2 separate regions of the Mus musculus genome follow, and region 1 is linked to region 2. A link is a contact called in public Hi-C data. All regions are on one chromosome and are shown on one strand. Each heading gives the region's core, a stretch centred on a gene start, on an enhancer-like site or on the middle of the called end of the contact. The rest is flanking DNA. Distances are from core to core; before and after follow the strand shown.

Evidence for each region. Hi-C and Micro-C count contacts between places; a contact is called where the count stands out from the background.
Region 1: a Hi-C map of muscle stem cells shows a contact between it and region 2, with 5 times the contacts expected there. The contact joins two enhancer-like sites. A contact is called at or near these places in 2 of 39 promoter capture datasets (hippocampal neurons and stem cell-derived epiblast-like cells), 1 of 484 Hi-C or Micro-C datasets (muscle stem cells) and 1 of 9 other capture datasets (embryonic stem cells).

What each region holds. Positions count from the first base shown.
Region 1 is chr11:55,412,417-55,415,886 of GRCm38.p6, reverse strand. All of the region lies in intron 1 of Sparc (secreted acidic cysteine rich glycoprotein), which reads left to right. Among named protein-coding and RNA genes, the nearest start is that of Sparc, 5.9 kb to the left of the region's middle. Within about 2 kb of position 1,361, at least 80 of the 459 cell types and tissues checked have an H3K27ac peak or open chromatin away from gene starts, as enhancers often do. A contact at or near this core is called in muscle stem cells, where this site is marked.
Region 2 is chr11:54,926,427-54,930,259 of GRCm38.p6, reverse strand. Tnip1 (TNFAIP3 interacting protein 1) reads left to right here. Exons shown (of 19, transcript NM_001199275.2): 9 at 1,042-1,165; 10 at 3,467-3,556. Among named protein-coding and RNA genes, the nearest start is that of Gpx3, 25 kb to the right of the region's middle. Within about 2 kb of position 2,344, at least 24 of the 459 cell types and tissues checked have an H3K27ac peak or open chromatin away from gene starts, as enhancers often do. A contact at or near this core is called in muscle stem cells, where this site is marked.

The DNA of each region.
Region 1 (3,470 bases), core at 112-2,611, 490 kb before region 2:
TGGCCATTTGTCATCTATACAGACAAACCATCAAGGATGCAAACCTTTAAATATACTATCGGTCACTGAAGACACCTTTCCTTCCATCTCTCTGTTTCTGCCTCTGTCTGTCTCTCTCTCTCTCTCTCTCTCTCTCTCTCTCTCTCTCTCTCTTTCTCTCTCTCTCTCTCTCTCTCTCTCTCTCTCTCTCTCTCTCTCTCACACACACACACACACACACACACAAACATCCCTCCCACACCACCACCCCGACACAGGTACATGAATGCCTTTTATTTCCAAGATACAAATGTTGCAACTCAGAAAGGGAAAGTAGCTCCCTGGAGCTTACTCAGCAGGCTGGTTGGTGCCTGCACCGAGCCTCCAGATCTTTGGAACCTTGTCAGGTTTTGGTCAGTTGGAGCTGACCTTGCTCCGTAGGTCCTAAATCATCCTTAATACATGGTTAACAACACTTCCTCCCTCCCTTTTCTGCTCTATCCCAGCTTACATGGCCTAAGACCCAACTAACGTGGCTTATGTATGAGCGGTTTCTCAGTTGTTTTCCACTGGCCCCTCCTTAGCTACCCTTCAACTTAAACTGACAGAAGAGGAAGCTGGTACCAGCTTTCAGCCATCCCTGGGGATGGAGGAAGCTACCTTTGCCCTACTGTAGTGTGGATACTGCTCCTTCCCAGCCTTGTTTGCGACTCCTGCGACAGCTGGGTTGCAACAAGGCCAGGGCCAGCAAATGGTGACTTATCAGACGCTGTTAAAGAAACAGCCCTCTGGCTTGACTAGGGGTGTGTCTGGCAGCAAATTGGCTTTGCTCTCACCTCCCTAGCCATAGATATCTAGTAGGGAATCCGTGAACAGAGATAGCAGCTTTGTCCTTCCAGGAACCTGATTTAAAGTATCTCTCTGGATCATCCTGTGCTGCTTGTGGCAATCACAGTAAAAGTTTAGATATTTCTGAGTCTTTGGCACAGAAACCACCTTGCCCAAGGAATTTGAGTGAGCTATTTTCTTTAAGCTGTGAGTTTTTTGTCTAAAGTGTAGGCATAGTAAAGAACTATCACGTGGCCTACTAGTAGTGGCTGTCAGAATGGTGTTCAAAATTCTGATGTCACGCCAGACTTTAAGGAGAAAGATAATATGATTGATTAGTAATGTCTGCCACATACACAAGAGTGGTGTAGGAAGGTTGGCATGCTATGGATCCACTACCTTTGGAATCCCTTAGTCCTTTCCAGATGTTACATCTTGGATACTTTGATGTTTCTTATCCCTTCCATTTGTGGTTACTCCTGATGCAACAGGGATGGCTGTACATTGAGTCCCCTCCTTCTGCCTTTATTTGTTCTAGAGAGGGTTGAAAACTCAGCCTGGGCTGCCAGCAGGACCCAGTCACGTGGTCTAGAGGGTGCGGAGGCAGCAGGAACTCCTCCAGCCCAGTCTAGACAAAGTGAAACGTGGCACTTTAGGAGATGCTGGAATTTCAGTGGGGCTGTGTCCAGCCACAAAGCCTGGAGCCTCCTCCACGCTGCCCAGAACCAATTCTAGGTTTTAGCATCTGTGACACTCTAACCGTTTCCCGTAGCTTTGTCCCTTCCAACAAGAAATAAAAATAAAAACAAAGAATCTGGGGCAAGAGGGGAGATGGGGCACTCCAAGATATGCTGAGCAAACCCAGGAGTTCAGAATAGTCAGGGACCTTAGGGGCTTCCTTGCCGAGGGTACCTGGCTGTTCTAGAGGGAACCTAGAGCTATTTCAAGGTGGCTTATGATATTGGAGTATGCTATGTTCTCTGACCCCAATTCTTCCACTCTGGTTATACTGCTCTCTGTCTCTCTGTCTCTCTCTCTCTCTGTCTCTCTCTCTGTGTGTGTGTGTGTGTGTGTGTGTGTGTGTGTGTGTGTGCTTGTGTGCTTGTGTGCTTGTGGAAGCCAGAGGTCAGCCTCAAAGGTTACTCCTCAGGCTCTGTCCACCTTGTTTTTGAGACAGTCTTTCACAGGCCTGTATCTTGCTGGTTCTGCAGGATTGGATGATCTGCAAGGCCTAGATCCCTCCTGTTTCTGCCTCTCTCCAGTGCTGGAGTTTCAAGCTTGTGCTGCCACGATTGGGTTTTACATGAGTCCTGGGGATTTGAACTCAGGTCTTCATGCTTGCCTAGCAAGAACTTTATCAACTGAGCTCTCCCTTCAATCCTTGTTTTTGTTGTTTATTTTTCATTTTACTCATAGAACATAGTCCAAGATGTGCAGAGGGCTTTGAAGGACACTGCTCTTTTGGAGCAGGCTTTCTCAACAAGTCCTTCACACTGGCCGCATTTCAAGGCTCAGTAAACCCCTGTGGTCTGGTCTAGTGGTGCCTAGTGCTCAGGAAGCAGAGGCTGGAAGATCACAAATTTGAGACCAGCTTTGGTTACATAGTGAGACCTCATCTCACCCCACCCAAACCAGCCAAATAAAAGAGAGTTGGGTATGGTGATTCAGGCCTGTAAGCCCAGCATTCGGGAGGTGGAGGCAGGAGGATCTGGCGGTTGAGACCATCTTTGGCTACAGATCAAGTTCAAGGCTAGCCTAGCCCCCAAGACCCTTAGGGAGCTCTCTCAGATTGCATTTCTCCACACGCTTTCCATCCGAGTTAGGTCATCCTAGGAGTCTGTGGTCCTGAGCCACGCTGTCTAAAAGCCCACAGTTCTGAGGTTGCCCCTGGGTTTAGATACTCAGTGGCGCCTTCATGTCCACAGGGAACTCCCAGGAGCCCCTTTAGGTTTCAAGGGAAGTGAGCTAGGGGTTGGCTGTACTTTTCCATCCCATCCTTTCCATCCAAAGAGCTAGACAAGTAACCTCTGCTTCAGGTCCTCCTGGCAGCCCAGGTTCAGTTTTCAGCTCTCTCCAGAACAAATAAAGGCAGAAGAAAGAGACTCAATGTACGGAACAGGGAAAGGGGGCACCAGGGGTGTCTGCAGTTGGCGGTCACAAAGCCAAAGGCAATACACCTCCACTTCCCCCACCCCAACCCCCGCTGCCCAGGGCATTTCTCCTGCCTACATCTCAGGCCAGGTTGGCCCAAGTGGGCACCATCTTAATGACTATGCAGGAGCAGGTGTCTGCCAAGAGAAACATCACACAGAGTTGAGAGACCATGCAGATACCTGTCACTCGAGTGCTGGACTGCTGGTCAGAGGCATGGATCTTCCTTTCCAGGCTCCAGTCTTCTCATCTGTACAATGGGGCAGAAAGACCTGCCCTCAGGCCCTTCTTGGAAAGCTGGCTTGTAAAATCAATGAGGATATTTGTGTGTTTCCCCCAGTATGCTGGAGTGAGTGTGGAAGCTCATGGCTGCCTTGTACTGATGACAGAGTCTTAACCTTGTGCCTGGGTTGACTGTTGGGTCTCCAACAAGCTCTGAAGGGTAGACTCTGGCCTCTTTGGCCAGAGGTATGTTACAGAACCTCAGAGATGTGTCTCATGGGCAGGCGGGG
Region 2 (3,833 bases), core at 1,095-3,594:
TAACTCAAATTACGTGAAGGGAGATGGTCCCTGAGAGAGGCAGGGACTTCCTAAGAGTCTCACTACACTGGCGTGGTGGCGCACGCCTTTAATCCCAGCACTTGGGAGGCGGGGGTAGGCGGATTTCTGAGTTTGAGGCCAGCCTGGTCTACAGAGTGAGTTCCAGGACAGCCAGGGCTACACAGAGAAACTCTGTGGGGCGGGGGGGTGGATACCCAGGCCGAAGGAAAGGAATCTGAGTCCTTGCTGAGTGGCCTGAGAAAAGCCATTTGACTCTGTAATTAAATGGAAGCTGAAGGGCTGTGTCCACACTGCAAACATCCTGAGTACCCAGCACTGCCTACCTCATGAACTTAGGGTTTCACTTTCACTTATTATTTCTGCTTGTTTCGTTTGGAATGGTCTCATTCCATAGCCCAGGGAACTCACTGCGTAGCTCAGGCCGCCTCAGACTCCATAGTCCAGCTTCTGCCTCCCAAATGAACGTTGGAGTCATAGGTGTGCGTGCCCACACTCAACTTTGCTGGTAGCCTTTCCTGCTGTAAACTGTAAAGAAGGTCTCACCCAGAGCAGGGCCTGTACTCAACACTAGAGAACCATGAGAGCAGATCCAGTGGGATTGAGTCCCTGGTGGGTGTGAAGATGGCTCTATCAACCCTAGCTCTGAGCCAGAAGCTTGCTCTTTCCATGTTAAAGAGGGGGGGTGCCAGGTGCCGGTGAGTGAGCATGACCTACTGCACCGCCCAGGCTCTGCCTGCGTCAGCTGAACCAGGACACTTGACTATAACTGGAGGGAGGGGCGGAGCTTTCTTAGAGAACAAGATCATAGAACTGGAAGGTGCCAGGTGTGGAGACAACCTACAGATGGGGGAAATTCTGCTGTTAAGGATTCTCATGCAGCCTGCACACCTTCTGGGTGGCTTACAGATGCCCTTTTGGTCTGGTCGCACCGCAGCAGTGCCTTTGACAGCAGATCCTTGGCTTTGCAAGTGTCTTAACCCAGGGCTGACATTGTGACATCTCCACTTGTCTCTTATCTAGGGAGGAAAACACGGAGCTCAAGAAACTGTTGATGAACAGCAGCTGCAAAGAGGGACTCTGTGGGCAGCCCAGCTCCCCAAAGCCAGAGGGTGCTGGCAAGAAGGGCGTGGCTGGACAGCAGCAGGTGTGTATCCCAAGCTCTCAAACCCAGGATCTGCTCTGCCCCTCGCTGAGGGAGCACATCTCCTCCTACACACATTCCAGTGGCAGAAGGTTCTGCCTGGTAGACTCTGTTTCCTGGTGCAGCACCTGCCTCCGTGGTATGACCAGTCCTTGGCTTTTTGTTCTGTCTTCACCCCACGTGGAGTATCCCGTTCTCTGAGACACGTGCTCAGAGCTATTGGCAGTCAAATTACATGGCTCTGCCGCCCACCCTGGCTGCTTGCTTCTCCCGCTTGCTGACTTGGATTGTCCAGCGGCTGCTCATGGGAGTTGGGTTTCAGTGTTTTGCTCATTCTGGGTACCAATACCTTGATGCATTTTGTCTTGTCAAAGTCTCCTTCCCAAAAGTCAGGTTAGTCTCTAAAGTGTCAGGGCTCCTAAGGGGATTGTATTAAGCTTGTGAGATCGCAACTTAGAGCTCTGCATGGAGAGGAAGACTGGTCTGGGGATGCCTCAGCTCTGGCCCACACCCCCACACCTCCAGGCCCAGCCCTGCCACACAGTGAAGGCCAAGTGTGCCTTGCTCCACTCTCACCATCCCTCAGGCTCCTGTAACCCAGTTGTTTACCTCCTCAAGTGAGTTGCAGTCAGTTGCAACATAAGCCCTAATGCCAGCTTTCTATGTAATATAGTAATGACCTTGGTCACTCACTCCCCACCCCGGGGCAGTGATGTAATTTACCTGCAAAGCCATGAGCTCACTTGGGCTCTTTTGCCTGAAGGGATGTCTCTTCCATGTGCGGGGCCAGCAGGAGACTTGGAGAGGTCATGTGCCATCATACAATTAAGATTCTTCTGTCACCTCTCAAGCAGATGTGGGGGTGGCCGGCTGAAGAGCAAAGCCTTCTCGCTCTGCCTCTCGCTGGCATTGTTGCTCACTGTTGTAGCCATGGTTGGTCTGAAACACACTGGGTAGATCAGGCTGGCCGTCAGCTCACAGAGATCCTCCTGCCTCTGTTGGGATTAAAACTAAGTGACACATAGCCTTTAGCTGTTGCTGTTGACAGTGAGCTTCCTGGGGCAGGCATCTGCCCTTTTTGAGGCCACCTTATCAGATAGATACCCTTTCCTCTCCAGGTGGCATGGTATGTTTACAGGACATAGCCTGTAGGGGGCACCAGAGGCTCACAGGCTCTGCTTCCAGCCTCTGCCCAGCCTGTGGTAGGACATAGAGAGTTGATGGGGCCAGTGCAGAACAGCTTCTGGTCTGAGCAGACACTGGCGACAGTCACTGCACGTGCACTTCTCGCCTTGTCCTGTGGTTCTTACCTCAACACCTCAATTGTTCAGTTTTAAAACATTTTATTTTGAGGTAACTTTAAACTGAGGCAGAAATAGTGTGGAGTTGTGTTCCCGTACTCCCTCCGTCTTCCCTGGCTGGCTTCTATAACCGCAGACCTACCTCACCAAGCATCTTACATAACTGTGGTTCTTACCAGACTGGGCACTGCCGTCAGCAGCGCTGTCCAGATGCACCCATCCTTCACTCCCTCCCTTTCTGCCTTCCAGAATTGAATCCAGGATCCCACGTGGGGTTCCTATCACAGCTCCTTAGTCTCCTCATTTCGGCGACGTGGCTCAGCTGTCCTGGTTTCCATGACCTTGGCACTTTTGAGTTATGCTGGCCGGTTGTTTTGCAGAATGGGTTTTGGGTTTAGATTAGATTGTGGTTGCAGAATTTGGAAAGAATCTCAGAGATGGCATGTTGTGCACACACATCTGCACATGCGGGCTCTCGGCACATGTGTCTGGGCTCGTGATGCTTGCCAGCCTCCATCACACTTTCACGGCGTTTATTTTATGTTGGGGGCTGCATGCGTGTATGGAGGTCTGAGGCAGTTCTCTCCTTCCACCATAGGCTCTGGAGATTGCACTCAGCTCATCAGACTTAGAGACAATCGTGTTCACTCACTGAGCCATCTCACTGGCTCCTCACAACTTCTAAAAAATATATAAGCCACGCCTTTTAGGTTAGGGGATTCGGAGTTGTTGTGGGGTTGACCAGCAGGGCCTCAGAGTTAAAGTGGGGAAGATGGCTGTGGAAAGAGCTGGTGAGAGGATGTGAGGCTGGCAGCCACAGTATGCATCAGCAAAGGGGAATGTTCCTCGTGGGCTTCCAGGAGGAGGAGGTCGTGGCTGAGACATGGCTGCTGGGTGGGAGGAGCAGGGAGATTGGAGACAAGGGGCTGAGGCCCTGGGAGAGCACTGGGCTGGGGAACGAAGTTTTATCTGACACTTTGGTGAAGGCTCTGTCTCTCCCTAGGCCAGTGTGATGGCGAGTAAAGTCCCTGAAGCGGGGGCCTTTGGAGCAGCTGAGAAGAAGGTGAAGTTGCTAGAACAGCAACGCATGGAGGTAGGTGGCCAAACTGGGAGGTCAGGGACGAAGGCCCCACCTGGCTCTCTGGTTCCTGTTGGGCCTAGATCACCTTAGAGAGTTATTGTGGAAACCATTGAACCATCTGCCCATGGGATAGATGTCTGTCCTCTCGGGACCAACCACAGGGATCACTGAGGAGACTGAGTTTGTGGCACAGGCTGAAATTATTTGGGGACCTTAGGGAGCTGGACAGATGGCTCAGTGGTAATGGTGCACGCAGAGGACCTGGGCTCAGTTCCCAGGACTCTCACAT